Regions from separate parts of the Mus musculus genome. Here region 1 is linked to region 2. The links are chromatin contacts, called in public Hi-C maps. All regions are on one chromosome and are shown on one strand. Each heading gives the region's core, a stretch centred on a gene start, on an enhancer-like site or on the middle of the called end of the contact. The rest is flanking DNA. Distances are from core to core; before and after follow the strand shown. Region 1 has its middle 37 kb from the start of Fsd1l. Region 2 has its middle 22 kb from the start of Lexis1.

The links. A called contact is a pair of places that touch in the nucleus more often than the background predicts.
Region 1: a Hi-C map of liver shows a contact between it and region 2, with 5 times the contacts expected there. The contact joins two enhancer-like sites. A contact is called at or near these places in 4 of 484 Hi-C or Micro-C datasets (cerebral cortex, cortical neurons and liver), 5 of 115 datasets of contacts at active chromatin or transcription factors (SST interneurons, cardiomyocytes, embryonic stem cells and 2 more) and 1 of 9 other capture datasets (embryonic stem cells).

The regions. Positions count from the first base shown.
Region 1 is chr4:53,592,466-53,597,259 of GRCm38.p6, reverse strand. It overlaps a transcript of Slc44a1 not described here. Among named protein-coding and RNA genes, the nearest start is that of Fsd1l, 37 kb to the left of the region's middle. Within about 2 kb of position 2,834, at least 37 of the 459 cell types and tissues checked have an H3K27ac peak or open chromatin away from gene starts, as enhancers often do. A contact at or near this core is called in cerebral cortex and liver, where this site is marked.
Region 2 is chr4:53,194,379-53,199,339 of GRCm38.p6, reverse strand. No RefSeq gene overlaps it. Among named protein-coding and RNA genes, the nearest start is that of Lexis1, 22 kb to the left of the region's middle. Within about 2 kb of position 2,914, at least 288 of the 459 cell types and tissues checked have an H3K27ac peak or open chromatin away from gene starts, as enhancers often do. A contact at or near this core is called in cerebral cortex and liver, where this site is marked.

The sequences.
Region 1 (4,794 bases), core at 1,585-4,084, 400 kb before region 2:
CTATGTCATTCCAAACAGATGCTGGCCATACTTTGCTCAGAAACAAATCCATGCCGTTGTCTAGACTACCCTAGTGATAAGCACCCGCCGACTCAAGACACCCAGCCCCCTGGCACTTTGCAGACATCCTTCTTGGAAATAAGAGAAATCGATGTGGAAGAAAGAGATGTGGGAGTCCCAGTGAAAGGAGTGTGTCTTCTTAACTGCCTCATACTCTGCCACCCTATGTCTCTGGGACAAAGGAAACGCTGTGGTTTTGTATTTCATGCCCAGTCGGAGGCCAGTCTTTTGCAAATAACACAAGTTACGAATGTTCTTGACTTGTATTCAATCAACGGTTTCAACTTCCTTTCTCTTCCCGGAGTCTAATATAAAGTAAAGTAGGCCATTTGATCCCTTTCCTCTCTTACACAACCCTGGCTTCCTGCAGAACACCCTGACTCTGGGGCTATGGATGGGGAGCGCTCTACAGACCATGTATTTGTTCTAAATGATGGTAGGCAAAAGAGCCCTCCGGTCAGTGTCTGAATGGCTGAAGGAGGGACCCCTAGGCAGCTACTGCTAGGGGACAGCAATAAGTACAGGGGTAAGGGTCCAGGCAGTGGGCCCAGGTCTCCAGCAACATACTGCCATCCAAGAGGACTTCCAAGAAGGCAGGAATTACTAAACTAATTGTTATTAATAATTAACTCATCTCTGCGTGTAGTACACTTAGACTTCCAAGCAAACAAGAAGCCTTCTGGAACATACAGGGTGTTCAAATGTTCTAAATAGCAGCTTGGGACAGTGGACTTATCCGAAGGCTCTCTTTCCTGATGCCTGTATTTCCTGAGGAAGGTATAATCCTCCTTCTGACCCCATAAAGCTTATTAAACTTTGAACATACCTTAAAATCCTTCAAGGACAGATAAATTGGGGCTTTCTTTATTCCAGGCCTGTTGTTAGCCACACCGCTCTCTGTCTAGCCGCTCCCTCGGACAGGAGTTTCTATTATTATTGTTGTTCAGAATCGGCACTCTCTCCAGGCCGGCATGCTTCCCGCCTCGCGCCTTTATACTAACACTGGAGTTCCGTGCCTGCCTTTTCTTTTGTGTCTTGTAGTCTTTTGTTTCCTGGCTCTATTTTCATCGCCAGGTTCACTGCCAAAATGCGTTCAGTCACACTCTGCCAATATGTTGGCATTTGCAAGAAATTTGGGGGTCGATAACTTGAACAGAAGAGGTGCTATGATGGGGTGTTACTCAAAATGTGATCTCTTTAAGTCAAAGATTAACTTTGAACTAGCTCTGTCACTAATGTAGTGTAGTCTGTACATTAGCTCATGTAGGCTTAGCTAATGAGCAGGAAGCCACCCTGTTAGGCAATATCTGCCAATAAAAAGGTCACGCTTGGGAAGGAGAAGCAGAGAGACCCTCTCCCGATTTGGGGCTGGGCCAGTCAGACATAAGCTGCTTATCTGTGTAGACGGAACAGCCTGGCCCATAGGGCAGGAAACCCTAGCTTTGGGGAATTACACTAGAGCCATGGCCCAGGTTGGGTAAATACTGACAGTCTGGAGTCCTCTTGGGTGTGTAGTGGGGCTGGTTAATGACTGTCAGACTCCATTCCAGAAAGACCTTCAAACGTTTACAGAGAGACTGGGACAGAGCATCTGCCCTAGAGGAGCGTTATTACTTAATCCATCTGTTCTAAAAGTACGCCTATCAGGACAGCGGTGGGGGGGGGGCAGGGGGAGCAGCATGAACTATGTGATAGTAACACTGTTGCAGGCCCCAGTGTGCGCTGACTGGCCTTCTGAAGACTCATTGTATCAAGGGAGGGGAGAAGAAGGGAGACCTGATAGCCAAGCTCAGCTAGCTTCTCACACTTGGCATTTCATCACCCTTCCGCACTGAATCCTCAGAGCATCACTGGATCCCTGGTGCCCGATAAAGAGGGGAGTGACTTGCCCAAGTGACAGGGTTGGCCGGATCCAAGTTCAAGTTTGTTAGATTCCTATGATGCTGCTGCCCAGCCATGACAAGGGAAAGATACATAAGATATTGCTGAAGACCATGCAGGATGGGAAGGAGGAGAGAAAATGGAACAGCTTGTTCATCCTCCTGAAAGGAGGTCTTGATTGTATACATGGAGCAAGTCACCCTGTTGTGCAAACATGCCTCTCACCAATTAGTATTTAAACATACAAACAACAAACAATACATCTAATTACCCCAAAGCAAGAGACTTGCTAAATGGACTGGTAATTTTCATGTTGAATCTATGTGAAATTCTCAACAACCAAGTATCAAATACAATCTTACCCAGTTCAGCTGGATTCAGCTGCTGTCATGAAGGATGACCTGTTGCCACCACCACACACATTTCCACCCCTAAAAATTCAAAGGACTCCTTTTTGTTTTTCCTTATCTCATTTGGAATCTTTAATAAGAAATAAAGATTGACTTGATATTTCCCTAAAACAAAGTCTGGGAATGAATCCTTTGGTTAAAAAGTTGAGTGCATTTTTTTTAGTGGAAAACCAAAGGTTGGTAATATTCCCAAGGAGCACAGAAAGAATAGGAATAGCTAATGTAAAAAACAAAACAACAAACAAACAAACAACAACAACCCCCACCCCCTACAAAACCAGGGAAGGTAATTGAATGAACTAGCCGAGCCTAAGGCAATAGAAGGATACCACCCAAGTATGAACGAATTGAGGCCATTCCCAAGCTAGTAAATAGTGAAAGCAGATCTGAATTCTAGCTTTCTCAGATACACGGGGACAGTTGAGTTGCAATTTGGTTGGCTGAATTTGTCCATTTATCCCTCTCTACCAGCAGGTGTCACCAGACAAAAGCACATTTGCAAAAGGATGGCCTGAAAACCCAGCTCTGGCTGCAATTCCAGCCTCATTCTAAGGTCACATTGAGTGTGGAGGCTTCAGCTGAACAGCCAGCATGGATGCCCAGAGTTCTCAAAGTTTACTGTGCGTGCACACCTCTGGTGTGCCTGCAGCAGAGGCCGTTAAAATGTAGATTCTTGTGCCTCTAGTTGCAGAGGTTCTGACTCAGCAGGTCTAGAGGGGGCCTCAGCAATTTCCATTATATGCATCACCTTTATGCTCCCTGCATTCCCTGTTATGGTGTGGGCTTATAAGTACTGATTTGCTCCTTGTATATACTGAACATTGTTGTCTTGTAGTCTCAACTCATGAGTCAGTTGGGCTACCAGGGGACTTGTTTGTTCTTTTATCCATTCACCAAGCATCTGTTGAGCCCTTACCAGTTGCCAGTTCCTATGGGGCACTTCTACAAAGTCATGAAGCTCATCCTGTGAATTTAGACTTCATCAAGGGATCATTCATTAGATCCAATAAAGACTCAGCTTTTCTCAAATCTACCCATCAAAGAGCCTGGTCTCCACCAAGGAAAGAAAAAGACCCCTTTTCCACAAAGAATATTCATGTATTTACAGAAATTGCTGCCAAAAATGGTCTTAATGGCTAGTTTACTGGACATAAAAGTAACAGTGTAGTTGGGAATGGATCTTATTACTATGGCTTTAAACACAGATTAAAAGAAATATACCCATTAGTATCTGAAAATCAAAATGTTGCTGTGTTTTACTGCCACATTAACATGATAAATCCAAGTTAAATAACAACTCTGATAGTCTAAAATGAGCTGGGGTGAGCTGGGGAGATGCTTGTTGCATAAGTATGGGGTTCTGAGTTGAACCCCCAGAACCACAGGGGGCGATGGCTTAGACTATGGAGGTGGGAACATAACCAAATTATCCCTTTTGTCCTCAACTCGCTTTTGGTCATGGTGTTTCATCATAGCAATGGTAAACCTAAATAAGACACAACCGGAAGTGGGAGAGACCGAGTCAGAGAGAAGGGTGTGGTTGTCGGTGCACTGGGAGGCAGATCTGCCTATGATCACTAGGAATCTCTGGCCTGTCTGATCCTAGGTTCAGTTGATCAGTTCCAGGCCAGTGAGAGTCTGTCTCAAAACACAGATGGAAAGCATTCTGAGGTATCACATCTGAAGTTGACTTCTGGCACATCCACATCCACAGACTGGGGGGAGGGGGGAGGGAGAGGGGAAGGGAGAGGGAGAGGGAGAGGGAGAGGGAGGTAAGTTACATTGCTACAAATGAAATACAAACAAAAATTCCATGGGAAATTTAAAGTTTCCATTCTGTGGCTATCCAGGGAGGATGACAGAGAGCACAGAGTAAGAGACTTTAATGAAAGGCATGCATCTGAATGCCACCCATGGGCAGAAACCACTGCTCAGTGAACGAACTCAGCATGCCCTGAGTCCACCTTCATTTTTTTCTTCTTCTTATTATTTTATTTCTTTATAATCCAGCCATTGTCCCCTTCTGGTCTCCCCTCCCACAGTTCCTCTTCCTATTCTTCCTACCCCCTGTCTCCAAGAAGGTGCTCTCTACATTTTAACATTTTCCTGACCATTAGAAAATGTCTTACACTAGAATGGAGTTTGTGGTCCCTGAAGCGACCTTACACTATGCGTTCAATACTGTAATGTCCCAGCTGCAGCCAGTGTCACCAGCTTCTGCAGCTCTCTCCAGAGCCTGGGCCTTCACTTCCTCCCCAGAATTAAGTCAGTCTCGGGCCTGCTTCAGTTCTGAGTTTTCCTCACATCCTGTTTGATAAATGGGAAATGCCTGAGTATCCGACAGGAAAGCCTTCTGCCCCTCGAGACCGAGCACAGCGCCTAAGTTAGGACATGGTGTCAACTGTGCAAAACAAAACAAAAGAGAAAAGGGATCAGTTCTCCT
Region 2 (4,961 bases), core at 1,665-4,164:
CCATCAATATAGGTTCTACCGATTGACTAAGAAAAGCAAGGCTAAGGGTCTGGGGGAGGGATATGGTGTACGTGCACTACAAATAGTGCAAAGGTGACCAGGCTAGAACATGCACGCCTGCTCCCAGCCTTCTGGGCAGATGACGAGTATTGCATTCCTTGCCTTGAAGGAACAACTCTATGTGCTAACGTTTTGGGCGTATCTGTGAGCACAAGGAGCAATTCTGAATAAGTCCCTCTGGTGTTGGAGCCTCTGCCTTCCCCCTCTGAATAGGCTCGCTTGAGGTCTGGAGATTCCCAGTTCTGATATCAGGATGCTGATGTCTGTGGTCAGGCACGTTAGTCCTAAGTCATTCAAGAGAAGACTGACATTTAAGAGAGTTATTTGAGCAGGCCGAATTAACCGCTTGGACAAGGAATGTTTGGTCTTCAAAATCAAGGGTTTTCTTTTGTTGTTTTTCTTGAGATATCTCTGCTTGGATTTTATGGAATCACAGAGTGTTCCAGATAGCTTTATGTCAGCTCAGCACAAGCTAAAGTCTTCTAAGAGGAGGGAACCTCAATCAGGAAAATGTTTTCATAGCATCAGGCTTCAGGTTAGCCTATAGGGAGGTTTCTTAATTTGTGATAAATGGGGGAGAGCTCAGCCCATGGTGGGTGGGGCCAACTCTGGGCTGGTGGCCCTGGGTTCTATAAGAAAGCAGGCTGAGTAAGGAGCCTCCCTCAATGGCCTCTGCATCAGCTCCTGCCTCCGAGTTCCTCTCCTCTTCGAGTTCCTGTCCTGGCTTCCCTCAGTCATGGACTACAATGCGGAAGTGTAAATCCTTTCTTTCCCTACTTGATTTTTGGTCATGGTGTCTCATCACAGCAATAGAAACCCTAACAAAGACGCAGAGCAACTCAGTACTATAGGTACAACTCAACCCATGTGATGTTTTGGGAGTTCTGGAAACCACTGTGACCACACATTAAATTATAGGTGAAGCTGTAAGCAGCCCTCTGCTCTCCTGACACATGACTTCTCTCCACAACCCACAGAGAAATGACCTTATGATCATTAACTTGTTTGAATCATCGGGATTCGTTGAGAGGCTGTAGTATCAGCTAAAAACATTACCCCTCCTCCCTAGAAAAAAAAGGTATATTCAAATTTTCCATGTTTCAAGGTAAGAAACCCTGCCTTTGGTTCACACCCAAAACCACCTCCCAGATTTCACCGGCAGCAGTTCTGTAGTGCAATAGTTTTCCTTGCCTTCCAAATGTGCAGCCAAATGATTTCTGGCTGTTCCCAAATATCAAATCCCCGAAGGAACAAGACGTTCCAGTGCAGAAGAGGTCCAAAGGAATGTGCAGTGCACTCAAAAGGCATTTTTACAGAGAGTGGTCCACAGACATTTCAGGAGAGCCAGGGACTCTGTACAGTCTGCTTTCACCAGGTGAGCGCCAGGGAGACAGGAGCATTTTGTGCCCATACCTGCAGATCAAATAACCAGCCCCCTTTCCTCTCAGACAGAACTCATGTGGGAGCTCTGGGGTGACAACTTCTTATTAGTTGATTAAAAGCTCAACAGAGATCCCCTCATAACAAATACTGCTTTTCTGCACACCCTCTTCTACGCAGCTCTGTATGCCTTGCCCCTCGATTTTGTATGATCTACACCTCTGTTTTCATCTCTCCTTCTCCTGACCCACACTGGTGCAACCTGAAGAGCAGATAGAGGATTCCTGCACTTTGTTTTTTGTTGTTGTTTGAGACGGATTCTCACTAGGAGGCCCTGGCTGGCCTGGAACTCATGATAATAGAGCAGGCTAACTTAGAACTCATAGAGATCTATTATTTGCCTGCCTTCCCAGTGCTGAGGTTAGAGACATGGGCAACAAGGCCAGGGGATTTCATCACTTATATGCCTATTTGACATTTGTGTTAGCATTGCTGATGCAAGGAATAACAGCACTACATTTGCAGAATGGGAGATTGCAAATACACAGACAGTGTGGCTCACTCTTCTCTCTGAGAAATGAAGGGCACTTTAGAGCATAACCTGGTCACTCCCTTAGCTAAAATCTAATGCTTCTCTTTCCAGAGTCCAGCACAACGTGTTTGCTCAGTCTTAAGCATGTCTCCAAGCAACATCCTCTGTATTTGCTGGAAGGAGATTCACTCACTGAAAGGCAATTGCTCACTACTTTAAGAGCGGCTGTGGTCTGGACTGGCTATTCAGAAAGGCAGTCAACATCAGGTGCAGCCTTGGTCCCCTTTAGCTCTGTCTACTTTGATATGATGGAAAAGCAGATTTGTAACTCCTACAACTTTCAGTTTGGCGGTTCTGCCACTGACTACAGTCATAGATTCTCACCCGCTCTTTTGCATAACAATTGCCACCTCAAAGAACACAGGAAAGCTATGAGAGGCCCTTTAAGAATTAAAGACATCTAATCTATGCATTTACTTATCTATCATGTATGCGCATCGCTTGCGTTCCTTCCAAACACTTTCTAAGCTTCAGGTATCCAAGCTTCTATCTGGCTGGCTCCAGCTTTGCAAGACGAGGAAGAGCAGCAGTAGCAACGCCTGTACAGCCCGTGCCTTTTGCTGCCTGGAATGACCTGAAGCTGGCAAGGAGAGACAGTTTGAATTCCAGGCAGGCTAAAAGGCCTTGGCTGAAGAGCTGAGGATTTCACAACGCCGCAGGGAAAGCCTTTCCATAAAGAGATGAAGGGATATGGAAAAAACTGCAATTCTGCAAATTGGGAACAACTAGAAGGTGGAAGTGTCCTAGAAGTCCAGATGGGGTCCTAACGTGACCGTCTGCCTTCCTCGGTTTCCGTCACAACCTGCAAACCACACTATCACAAACTGTTACTATATACAGGGCCTAAGTCCCCTTCATCCCAGCTCTAGGGGAGTCAGAGGCTGTGTTGTCTACCTTCACGCGCATGCGCGCCTTCCAGATACTTTCTAAGCAGCAGCAGCAGCAGCGCCCAGATCCGGTGATTAAAGAAAATTCCTCTCATCTTATACCTTGAAATGATCAATGCGTAATCTGAAGCGGTCTCAGAGTCTGTGGTCTGTTAAGAGTCAATGAAATGGAAGGAGAGGACGAGTCAAGACTTGCTAGGGTCTGGAACTACAACTTCCAGCAGACACCGCGCTTTGTGTTTGGCTTTCTGGTGGGCGTGTCCAAGGCCTAGGACGCTTAAAGCGGCGAGACCTCTTGGGGCCAGATCTCTGCAGAGCTAGCCAGCTGGAGTGTTCCAGCCACAGGAGGCCTGCGAGCAGAATCCTTTTAGATCTGCTGTTGTCAATGAACTAGCAGTCAGTTCATTAGAAAGGACACCGGTTAAGCATTCCAAGCCTGTTTTGAAGTTCATCAGCTCTTTCTCTAGCTCTAGCTCCACAAATCCTAAGTTGTCCATTCAACAAATAAAAAACTTAGAAAATACCATCTGTAAAACCTGTTGTGTCAACACAATTGTTTTTCTGTTACTGGTATCCATAGGCAGTACTTAGTGTCCCACTTATTAAGACTCAGCGTGACCCACAAGGAATTCTTTAAAGAGAACCAGTGGATAAAGTAAAAACTTGATTTAAAATTTTGCTTTCGTTTTCTACTTCTTCTAATGGAGTGTCTTTAAAACATAGCATGCCTTCAAAGTGCATATTTTTAAAAAATGATTTACATTGTGACATACTCTTCAAATAGAACGCTTTCAAATACTGCTTTGCTTTTTCTTACAGGAAGACAACAACAAAAATGTTCTCTGGTAGCATAGTCTAGAACATCGGTTCTCAACCTGGGGGTCACAACCCTGCCCCCACACCTACCCCCACCCACACCCCAGACCTTTTCATAGAGGTCTCATATCAGGTATCCTGCATATTTACAATACTATGCATAGCACCAGCAACATTACAGTTATGAAGTAGTAACGAAATAATTTTATGATTGAGGGTCACCACTACATGAACAACTAGATTAAAGGGTCACAACATCAGGAAGGTTGGAAACCACTGTTCTAGAAGGTGCCATTGGTTCTAACAAAGCAATGACAGTGGTTTCCTTGAGCTGGGTAGTTACTCTGATCAGATTCTTCTTGGCATCTTATTGGTTCAAGGCACTGAAAGTGAAGACGTCCCCAACTCTCTTCCCACCCCAGCTCCTAACTAACCCTGAGTTCTTATTGGCACTAATAAACAACCTCTCCCTGCTGCCAACTCTCCCTTTTTTAAATTTTGCAAACAAATAGAATGTAAGGACCTCTAAGGGAACCAATTTCGGACCTGAATGCAAAATAGTTTTAGAATTAGGTTTTCCCCTTTGCTTCTGGATTTGTCTGCTTGATGCCTCTGTGTGCATTTGTTCTGTTCAGTGTGACCTTTGTGAATAATATGAAATTGGCCAACTGTGCCCAAAATTAATACGATGTATAATTTATTATTTATTCCTTTTGTGCAGTAGCCCAGCAATAGGCACTCTGAAAAATGGAAATAACAGTTGATGTATAGTGATTTTGGAGATGACTGGAATGGCCGTTGTGCCCAGAACAAACCCTCCATACATTCTGAATCAGGAGACAGCAAGACTCATGATATTTGGAAACACTTAGACTCTCACAAAATTCTTATTTATTCTCCTTATAGTCACAGACAGAGCCAGTTTTCTGGCCATCAACATTTCTATTAAATATTCATTTTTATCCAATCCCAACCACCACAGCAAAATAAGAATGTAAGATGAAAGAGAATGTTGGTGTGGATGGGAAAGCTGCAAAGAAACTCACACCAGGTACACTCTGAGAAGAAACTCACACCAGGTGCACTCTGAGAAAAAGGCAGCTGGTGAGGGGATGGAAGCGCAACTCTTCATTTTTCCTTTATCACCAACAGTCAAAGACATACATTAACTGGCCAAGAGGCACAACTTATAGTAGAGCAAAAAATCATTAGGAATGCAGAATAAA